Regions from separate parts of the Sus scrofa genome. Here all the other regions are linked to region 3. A link is a contact called in public Hi-C and HiChIP or PLAC-seq data. All regions are on one chromosome and are shown on one strand. The core of a region is the stretch at or near the end of the contact, and the rest is flanking DNA. Distances in the headings are between cores, read along the strand shown. Region 1 has its middle 46 kb from the start of CTBP2. Region 2 holds the start of CTBP2 (C-terminal-binding protein 2). Region 3 overlaps CTBP2 (C-terminal-binding protein 2).

Evidence for each region. Hi-C and Micro-C count contacts between places; a contact is called where the count stands out from the background. HiChIP or PLAC-seq counts read pairs in DNA pulled down with a chosen protein or histone mark.
Region 1: a contact with region 3 is called in a Hi-C map of skeletal muscle, with 3 times the contacts expected there. The contact joins two enhancer-like sites. A contact is called at or near these places in 5 of 47 Hi-C or Micro-C datasets (alveolar macrophages, fetal skeletal muscle, omental adipose tissue and 2 more) and 2 of 2 datasets of contacts at active chromatin or transcription factors (alveolar macrophages and skeletal muscle).
Region 2: a contact with region 3 is called in an H3K27ac HiChIP or PLAC-seq map of alveolar macrophages. The contact joins the promoter of CTBP2 here to the enhancer-like site in region 3. A contact is called at or near these places in 1 of 5 promoter capture datasets (fetal skeletal muscle), 4 of 47 Hi-C or Micro-C datasets (embryonic fibroblasts, liver and skeletal muscle) and 2 of 2 datasets of contacts at active chromatin or transcription factors (alveolar macrophages and skeletal muscle).

What each region holds. Positions count from the first base shown.
Region 1 is chr14:134,533,357-134,536,210 of Sscrofa11.1, forward strand. No RefSeq gene overlaps it. Among named protein-coding and RNA genes, the nearest start is that of CTBP2, 46 kb to the left of the region's middle. Within about 2 kb of position 1,400, at least 14 of the 83 cell types and tissues checked have an H3K27ac peak or open chromatin away from gene starts, as enhancers often do. A contact at or near this core is called in omental adipose tissue and skeletal muscle, where this site is marked.
Region 2 is chr14:134,487,207-134,490,175 of Sscrofa11.1, forward strand. It overlaps CTBP2 (C-terminal-binding protein 2), which reads right to left and starts at 1,599. Exons shown (of 11, transcript XM_021073631.1): 1 at 1,470-1,599. LOC110256807 reads left to right here and starts at 1,492. Exons shown (of 1, transcript XM_021073633.1): 1 at 1,492-2,969. The coding sequence starts at 1,520. The coding sequence ends at 2,605.
Region 3 is chr14:134,352,623-134,355,612 of Sscrofa11.1, forward strand. The region is part of intron 3 of CTBP2 (C-terminal-binding protein 2); the gene reads right to left. Among named protein-coding and RNA genes, the nearest start is that of ZRANB1, 100 kb to the left of the region's middle. Within about 2 kb of position 1,474, at least 38 of the 83 cell types and tissues checked have an H3K27ac peak or open chromatin away from gene starts, as enhancers often do. A contact at or near this core is called in alveolar macrophages, fetal skeletal muscle, liver and 2 more, where this site is marked.

The sequences.
Region 1 (2,854 bases), core at 150-2,649, 180 kb after region 3:
GCATCTTAAATAAATTTGCTACTAAGGAAATTAAGATCCCCACGGACGCGACTGTCTCTGCCTTTTGCTTTCGTCTCAGCGCTCCACTCACGAGACAAAGTCATCATTGCGGAGTTCCCGTGGTGGCGCAGTGGTTAACGAATCCGACTAGGAACCATGAGGTTGCGGGTTCGGTCCCTGTCCTTTCTCCGTGGGTGAACGATCCGGCGTTGCCGAGCTGTGGTGTAGGTTGAAGTCATCATTGCCAGTCACTGCTCTGGATCCGAGGAACCATCAAGTGTGGGCTCTTCTTTGGCTCATTCTTCAAAATTCCGAAGAAAAGGAGCCCCACCTGCCACCCCGCCCCGTCCACCCCCCCTCCCCCCGCTCCTCCCCAGCAATAGACCTTAGAGCTCATTAATTCATTAATTCCTCGTGCTGAGAAAGCACAGAGAACTCTGGTTTCTGGACACGCGGTCCTCCCTGACGTGGGAGAAGCCAGCCTTCCTCCTCCTCTCTGGGGAGGTGAAAGGAAATTGGATTCTGAGTGTCTGGGTTGGCGGCACTTGTTCGCTTTCTGTCTTGTCCTCAAACCACGGGATGAGAGCGTCTCTGCCTGTCCCTGCGGCCACAGCAGGGCAGTTGCTCTGTTAGACGGTACATGCCTGCAGGATGCATTCATTCACTAAATGGCTACTGAGCACTCACTAGGTGCTGGGTGCTGCCATAGGCTCCAGGGAGAAGTGACGAATGAAGGTCAACTGGCTCTTGGCTTCAAGGAATGGGACACACATGTGGGTCACTCGGGTCTCTCGGGGGAGGGGGCGTATCCATTGCTAACCACACGCATTATAATATTTTGGGAGGTGGAAGCAATTCTACAGGACCACGTGGGCCCAAGTCAAGGGCCCAGGTTCTGAATTCAGCTCTGGGAGTGAGTGGGTCCCTCCTTTGTAAAATGGGGACCATGCCAGCTGCTCTCTGGGGCACACACCAGCGGAGGCAGTTTCATGAAGACTCTGCCCTTTACCCACCCCTCCCACTGCACTCGGAAGACATCTGCATTCCTGGAGGGGATCCACTGCGTGGGTTTCGGGCAGGCCAAGGGGGCCCCTGGGCTCGGGCTCAGAGCCCCAGCTCAGCAGGAGCACGGCCGGGGACCTATCTGCTTGGGGCAGAGCTCAGCCAGGCCCAGGAAGAACAGCCAGGCATCGGCAGGCTACCCATCACAGCCACCTCTGGAAGCCTCAGCATCTACAGGGCCGTCCCCGCAAGGCTCCCCTATCCTCAGGCCTGGGGGCGGGGAGGGGGACCAGGCTTGGGTGTCATCGACCTCCGGCCAGAGGGAAAAAGGGAGGGAGGTGCTCCCGGCCACACGGAGACTGGAGCCAGATCTAAGATTAGAACGGGTAGGTTTCTGACTCCGAGGTACACAGCCAAGCCCCAAAGGCATGCTGATTCTTGGCAAAGCCCTTTCCACATTCCTCTAACTCTGATCCCCCCCTAGTTTGTCTCTGGAAATATTGTAGCTGTCATAATCTTTGTTCTAATAAAATACTCATCTGACGATCTATTAGTAAGGCATATTGTTGACAGGAAATGTGCATTTGCCATATTTCCCATTATATTGTCTATTTCCTGCCTCATTTTTCTTGGGAGGGCAGGAGTCACGGGAGATAATAGCATATTGACAGAAAGAGAAAGCAAGGCAAAGAGATCGTTGAAAGTGGGGGGAATTGAGCTCTATTTGGCTGCAAAGCTTTCCAGCAGGATCTCCACCCTCATTTCCTGCTCAAAAAACGGCAGCCTCTGCTCCTTCCTCCTCCACCTCGCAAACCAATCATCTCCTGGTCCTGGAGGCTGACTCCCTCGGCATCTTTATTTTTATTTTTTTTCTTTTTAGGGCTGCCCCTGGGCATAGGGAAGTTCCGAGGCCAGGGACTGAATAGGAGCCGCAGCTGCCAGCCTACACCGGAGACACAGCCATGCCAGATCCGAGCCACAGCTGGCAACAATGCTGGATCCTTAACCCACTGCACAAGGCCAGGGATCGAACCCGCAGCCTCATGGATACGAGTCAGGTTCTTAACCCACCGAGCCACAGTGGGAACTCCTCCCTGAGCATCTGATGGAGGCCCAGCCTCCTGTTTTGGGGGGCTGGGGTCGGGGGAAACGCTTTAAGAATCCAGAAGAGGATGTGAAATGAACTCTTTCCCTTGCATCACCCTCAAAAGGGCTTCCTGGGGGCTGGTGGCACATGGAACCAGAAAGAACTTTGTTTTCTAGAAACTTCTTGCCTACACCCTTTTCTCTTTTGCTTATCAAATTGCAAAGAGTGCATCACCAGGAAAAGACCCCACTTACTGCAAAGGCCAGTGCGATGCCTGGAAACTGCTCTGCGGGGCCCTTCTGGAGGCCCCAGCCCTGTGGGTGGATGGCTGGGGTTGGGTGTTCCTTTTCAGGGACCCTGCTGATGGTTCCAGCCATACTGCGCACGTAAGTGTGAGGCTCTGGTTCTGCAGGGTTCTGGACCTTGCCAGCTGTGGGTCCCCTGGTCCTCGGATTTAGTGGCTTCAGCAGCCAGGAACAGGGAGGGCGGGCCTGACTCTGGCTTCCTAAGCCTGTGCCCTTCCTCTCCGGCCCCTCCCTACTTCCCACTGCTTTTGACCCACAGCTGGGAACCGGGAGAGAGCGAGAGAAGGAAGTAAATCTAGGGTGACCAATGGGTCCCGTTTGCCTGGGTCTGTCCCAGGGGTGCAGAAACAGGACTGGGAGGCAAGAAATACAGCTACTGATGTACGTTATGGGAACTCGATTTAGGCACAAGGGACTGTGTGCCGGCTCAGGTAACCCAAAGCGGAGGTATCTTGCCTTT
Region 2 (2,969 bases), core at 349-2,848, 130 kb after region 3:
CGGCCGGGCAGAGGAAATGCCCAGCCAGCCCGGCCCCCGCCCGCGCCCGCGCCCGCCGCCCGGCTCGCCCCGGGCCCCCGCCCCGCTGCGACTTTGGCGGGCCGAGCCCGGCGCGGCAGTGGTGGTGGCGGCGGCAGATGTGGCCCGGCTGCCCGGAGAAGCCAACAATGCGGGGCCGGCAAAACAAAAGGGTTCCACTTCGCCTCCTTTCCCGTCTTTCACTTGCGCTCCCGGGGCGCCGCGCGGGATCCCCTGCCGGCAGGGGCCGCTCCCCTGGGGGCCCCGAGCCGAGCGCGCCCCGGTTTCCCAGTGGACCCTCAGCTCCCCTCCCCCGCCCCCGCCCCGCAGGCGAAAGGCCCGGCGCGCTCGGACTCCCGGTCCCGAGGGATCCGGGTGTATTGTCCCCGCGGCGTGCCGCGCGCTCGGCCTGGGTCGCTGGCAGCCCCCGCGCGCGCACCCACCGGCCTCGGGGAATGGGAGCCGGGGGCACCTAGGAAACCGTCGCCGAGACGCCGCCGCCGCCGCTGCCCTCCGGACGCCGCCGCACTCGGGGTTTCTTTTTTTTTTTTTTTTTTTTTTTTTTTCCCAATCCTGATGGGAAGGAAGGTGACCGCCTACTTCGCATTCATCAACTCTCATCACAACAACAAAAATCCTGGCGCAAACGGCGGCCAGCGGGCGCGATCCGCGGTGGCGGGGGGGGGGGGCGCGGGCAAGGACCCCCAGGCCGGCGCCCACCCCCAAGCGCCGAGCAGGGACACCGGGCCGGGGGCGCAGACCAAAGATGTCCTCGGATGCCGGCTCCGTGTCCTTCGCCCTCCTCCTCCTCCCCCAGTGGCGCAGTGAGGCGCGGGCGCGGCGCCCCCAGCCCGTGGCCGCAGGTGAGGCGGGGGCGGGGGCGGCGGCGGCCCCAGCCCTCCCCCGGGGCCCCCCTTACCTCGTCCTGGGCCGCCGGCGTCCAAGGCGAAGGGCGCCCACCCGGGAGGCGGCGGCGGCGGCGGCGGCGGCGGCGGCAGCGGCGGCGGCTCCCGCCCCTCCCACCCCACCCGGCGGCGGTGGCGGTGGCGGCGGCTGTGCGGCCCCCCCCTCAGCGCGGCATGGCTCCCGGCTCCGTCCCTCGCTCCTTGGGCCGCCGCCGGCTCTTCTGGGCCGCTCCCGGGCCACCTTAAAATGACACACGCACACAGGGACACACACACAAAAACTTAATCTCTCCAGCTCCCCGCCCCTCCCCCTACTGCCCTTCCCTCTCCTCCCCCTTCTCTCCCCTCCCCACCCTATCCCTCCCCTTCCCTTCCTCCTCCTCCCCTCACCGCCGAGCCTCTTCCTACTTCCCCACCCACCCCACCCCCTTCCTCCGCCCACCCGGCTCCCGATCCTCCCCAGCTCCGTCCCGGCCCCACGCCCGCCGGCCGGGAGGGGGCTGCGCTGGGGGTCCCCGGCCCGCCCTCGCCCCGCGCTTCGCTCACCCCCAAGAGGATGCTAATTCCAACTTGGATCGGGGGAGGGAGCGTCCTGGATGCCGAGCGCCTCCCGGCTATTTGCTCTTCTTTATTTGTTTTCTCCTCCGGGGAAGGAGGAGGAAAACGGAGAGAAAAGGAAAGGGAAAGAAGCGACGCCGACTGCGTCTCCCGGTGGCCGCTGGCTGCGCAGGAGCGAGGCGGGAGGCGAGGTGAGGGTCGCCGCCCGCTCACTCCTCGCTCCTTTTTTTTTTTTTTTTTTTTTTTTTTTTTCTCCTTTTTTCTTTTTTTTTTTTGGGCAAAGGCGGGGTCTCTCTTTGCAAACCAATGACACAACCCCACATGGGCCGGCCTCGCCCCCTACGGATACTCTTCACTACAAATCGGCTCTCTCGGGGATTAGTGGCTCCGCGAAAGTGCACACAGGCGCGGCGGGCGGGCGAGGGGGCCGGGCGCGGCGGGCACTCCCCGGCCAGGCCCCGCCCGGGAGGCCCTCGCGTAACGCTGGGGCCCTGGCGGCAGGGGTGGGGGTCCAGCGGCGGCGGCGGCCAGGAGTCCGGCCCTGCCTTCGCCCTCCTTCCTCCTCCGCCCCTTCCACGTGGGGCCCCGGGCGGCCGGCCACGTGGGGGGACGCGAGCCCGGGCGGACCGCGGCGCGGCGCCCCGAGGCGGCCCTGGCTCCTTCGGGCCCCCGCCGGGCCCACGGCGCCGACGACCTGCCCCCTTCCCGGCCCCACGGCTCCAACTTCCTCCCGGGCCCCCGCGCCGGCTGCCTGTGCCTTCTCAAGGCCCGCGGGGTCAGGCGCAGGCCGGCCACAGGGGGCACTTGCGCTCCCCAAATCCGGATCCGGGAGACGGTGCCCGCGCCTGGCCCGAGGGGCGGCGATAGCTGTGGGTGCGCGCAGAGGGAGCCCTGTGTGCTGGAACTTGCAGCGGTTGCGTTCCCTACAAGAAGCAAAAACATTTTTTACACATCAAAAAAAAAAAATGTTCCTTCCTGTTGCTTGGATCTCGCCGGGGCTATTTTTAAAGCCTCGCCTTGGGTGGGAGCTCCGGGCCTCGCGGGACGGAGGCGCTCTGCGGCCGCAGCGGCTCCAGAGAATCAAGGACCTGGGCTCGCGCGCCGCCCCAACGCGCCGAGGTTAGTGTCTGAACACCAGGATCCAGGCCGAGCGCCGGCCGCACCTAGACGAAATTGCACGCCCGTGACCCGCGGTGTGGGAGCCCAGTTTGCGGAAAGGAGTCAGCGGCTGCGGGCTGGGAGGGCTCTTTTGCCTGCGCCCCAGAGCCCCCCAAACTCATCTCACGTCTCTGAGATCGGCCGCGCGTCCTGCAAGAGCCCCTCTTGGGCTGAATGGAGCCCTTAGTCTCGATCTGTTTAAAAACCATATTGAGATGTTAGGAACTGGATTGAGACGTTGAGCAGCAAAGGCGTGGGAAGGGGTGTGTGAGGTCTGGCCTCTGCAGGCCGCAGGGACTGCCATGCCCGGATCTGAGTGGCGGAGTTGAG
Region 3 (2,990 bases), core at 224-2,723:
GAATTGCTTTTTGCCGTCCCGAGAAACATCCCAGAATGGGGAGCAATCATGGGTTCTCTTAACACAAAACCCAACAGCAAACCCAAGGGCCGCATGCAAGGTGCACCAAGTCTGTTCTCCTTCCCTGGGTGGCGGGGGTGCAGAGACCCGCACCCTGCAGGGAGGCCGAGCAGCCCAGAGCCATGGTCTCCCCCTGGCGTGATGGGGCTGAGCCTTGGAGGCATCCAGGGAGGCCCTGCCCACGGTGGGGGGCCTGCCAGTGGAGGCATGGGATATTTCGTTGGAATATTTCTCAAGTTCTAAAAATGTACCATGGCAACAACAGAAGGGGATGTTTGAGAAAAATAAAGTAAAATAAAGATGAGAAAGGAATGAACTGAGGCCAGGAGTCTGGCAGAGGCAGGGGCTGCTCGACCACGTGCTGGCCTGGGTGCCATGGGTGCGTGACTGGCTCTCGCAGGGCAGGCAGGCCTCGGCGGGACCCAGGGAGGCCGCAGTCAACCCAGCATGAATCACATGCCCTGACCCCTCTTCCAGGCGAGCCTGGCACCCAGTAGGTGGCCTTCACACCATCGGACAGAGCAGGGCCAGGAAAACCCTAAGAGGGGTTCCCAACCAGGCCAAGGATACCCCACTCTTTTGGTGCCTGGAAGGGCTGTCCTTCCAAAGCACAGCAGCAGTATGACCCCGGCTCTGCAGGCCTGCCTGGCCAAGGTCCTCCTGGGGCCACAGCTGACGTGTCACATGGAGAGCAGGCCTAGCCCTGCACGCTTGGCGCCCGGAGCCCTCCTGTCAATGAGCCAACCTCAACTCCACCAGCGCCCCTGAGGAACAGGTGACACGGCCTCCTCCCTAAGGGGCCCTGGAAGAGCCTGGCGGGTCCAGGCTTATTCTTCTAACCAAATTGCCTGGGCCAAGGACCCCTAAAACTCAAAAACTGCCCTGCTTCTTAGTATGGCAGCCGCTAAGGCCGGGATGGAGACAGAAAAAGGCCAACGCTTTCAGCTCACTTCCTTTTTCATGGGACCCTTAAAGACCGAGTGATTCTTAAGGACCCTCTAACAGGCCTGCTGTCCAGTGGGCTGAGGCCAAGCGTGCTGCCCTCAGGCCCGAGAGAAGCCAGGAAGCTAATTTTCCCAAGCCCCACAGCTGGTCGGATGTCCCCGCCCTGCTCTTTTCCTCTGTAACTTTTTCTTAAACTCTAACGACTTCTAAAGCGATCCAGGCTCAAAGCCCAGTTCACAGGAAGACACGAGAACCCATCACAAAGTCATATTTATTCCTTCGAATAAAAAGCATCTAATAGAAAACTCCCCAGCAGGGAAGTTGGTTAGGCTGGGAGGTCAGCTTTAAGCACTGTGGGTGGAGGGGGAAGGGGACGGGCTGCTGGTGAGAACATCCAACCCGCCAGGCAGAGCCCCTTCCACTTCCCCACAGACTTGGCCATGCCCACCGGGGGCCGGACTGCGGAAGTGGCAGACACCCGGGGAGGAAGTCAGCTGTTAGCTGCAGAAGCAGCCTGGCCGGGCCCCAAACCAGCGCCTGTGAGCTGATTTAGCAACTTGGACAGAATGAGGCCCTAGTAAAAATGTTAACAAAGTTTCTAGATGAGATGCAGGAAGTTGTCACAGCACCTGGAGCCTGTGAAAGCGAAAGTTCAGGTTGAGATACCCTGCAGAGGGAACACTGCAAATCTAGAGCTGATGCTGAGTCTTTGGATGTGTGCTCAAGGGCAAGAGAAATGCCGCTTGCGACTGCTCCGTAAGCTGTTTTTTGGAGCAATGGGTTCCCTGGTCCCATCTTAGGCACAATGTAAATCTTGCAAGGGATCTCATTTCCCACTTTACTTTGGTTGCCAGGAAGCTCCGAGTGAAATTCTCACCCGCCCTGGTGCACAGGACTGCAGGGCACGCTCCCTGCGCTCTGGCCCTGGTCACCTTGCTTCGTTTCCCACAGGTACTTTTCCATCTACTCGATTTTGCCCTTGTGTGTGCTGGAGCCCTTCCTGACACTCAGGCGTAAATCCTCTTAAGACCAAAGAACAGTTTGCATTCCATTTAATCACCCAGAAGAATTAATTCCCTTGACTCTTGGAAAGCAGCACTGTGCAGAGCAATCGGGACTGGCTCTGAGGTAGAGCAGCACGGACCCACGCACAGCCCTTTGGGTGCCCTGGATGCCACCCAGGCTCCCCATCCATGTGCAAAGGCTGGGCCGGCCCTCGTGATGTGGTCCCCAGGGCTCTCTGGGGATGCGTGTGCCCATCTCCCCACTATCACACTCAGGGAAGGGAGCCTCGGAGCACCCTGGGACTCCTCCCGCTGACACTGACCTCGGCCTCCAGCATGGGCCCCCCTCCCCGACTTCCCACCACTGCTGAGCTTCCCATGCTGTCTACAGCGCTGTGCTGTGCTTGGTGGTTTATCCTGACACAGCGACTGGGCCCAAGTCTGGAGTCAGACAGGCTGGGTTGAGTCCCTGCCCTGCTGTGTGACCAGGGGAAGACGGCTAACCTCTCGGAGCCTCGGATTTGTTGCCTTCAAAGGGGGAATCCTGAGATTCTTCCTGCAAATTTGGACGGCGATTCCTGGTCCAAGAGTGACATTTACAAGTATCTACTGGGCTGGATAAGTGCTGGATTCCCTCGAGGCTGGCTCCCCCGCGAGCCCTGCAGGGGGCGACGTGACCCTTTCAAGTCCGTCTTGGGAGAGGCCCCATTTCCCACGGGCCCCCCCAGCACTTCCCACACTTGCAGGGGGCATACGGGAACCATAGCCAGGAGCACGGCGCAGAGGCCTGTGACTGGTAGACACGCGGCACTGGAGTTCCCTCACCAAGCGCTCCCACGTTTAAAGGAGGAACTGGGCCATTCTCCCTTCTGGGATCAATTCTCAACGGTGCTCAGAGAACACGCGGCCCGCCCTCTCCGTGGGGACGAGTGTTTACAGCTTTGGCTTCTGTGCTCCCCGAACAATGGCAACGGCTGTTTA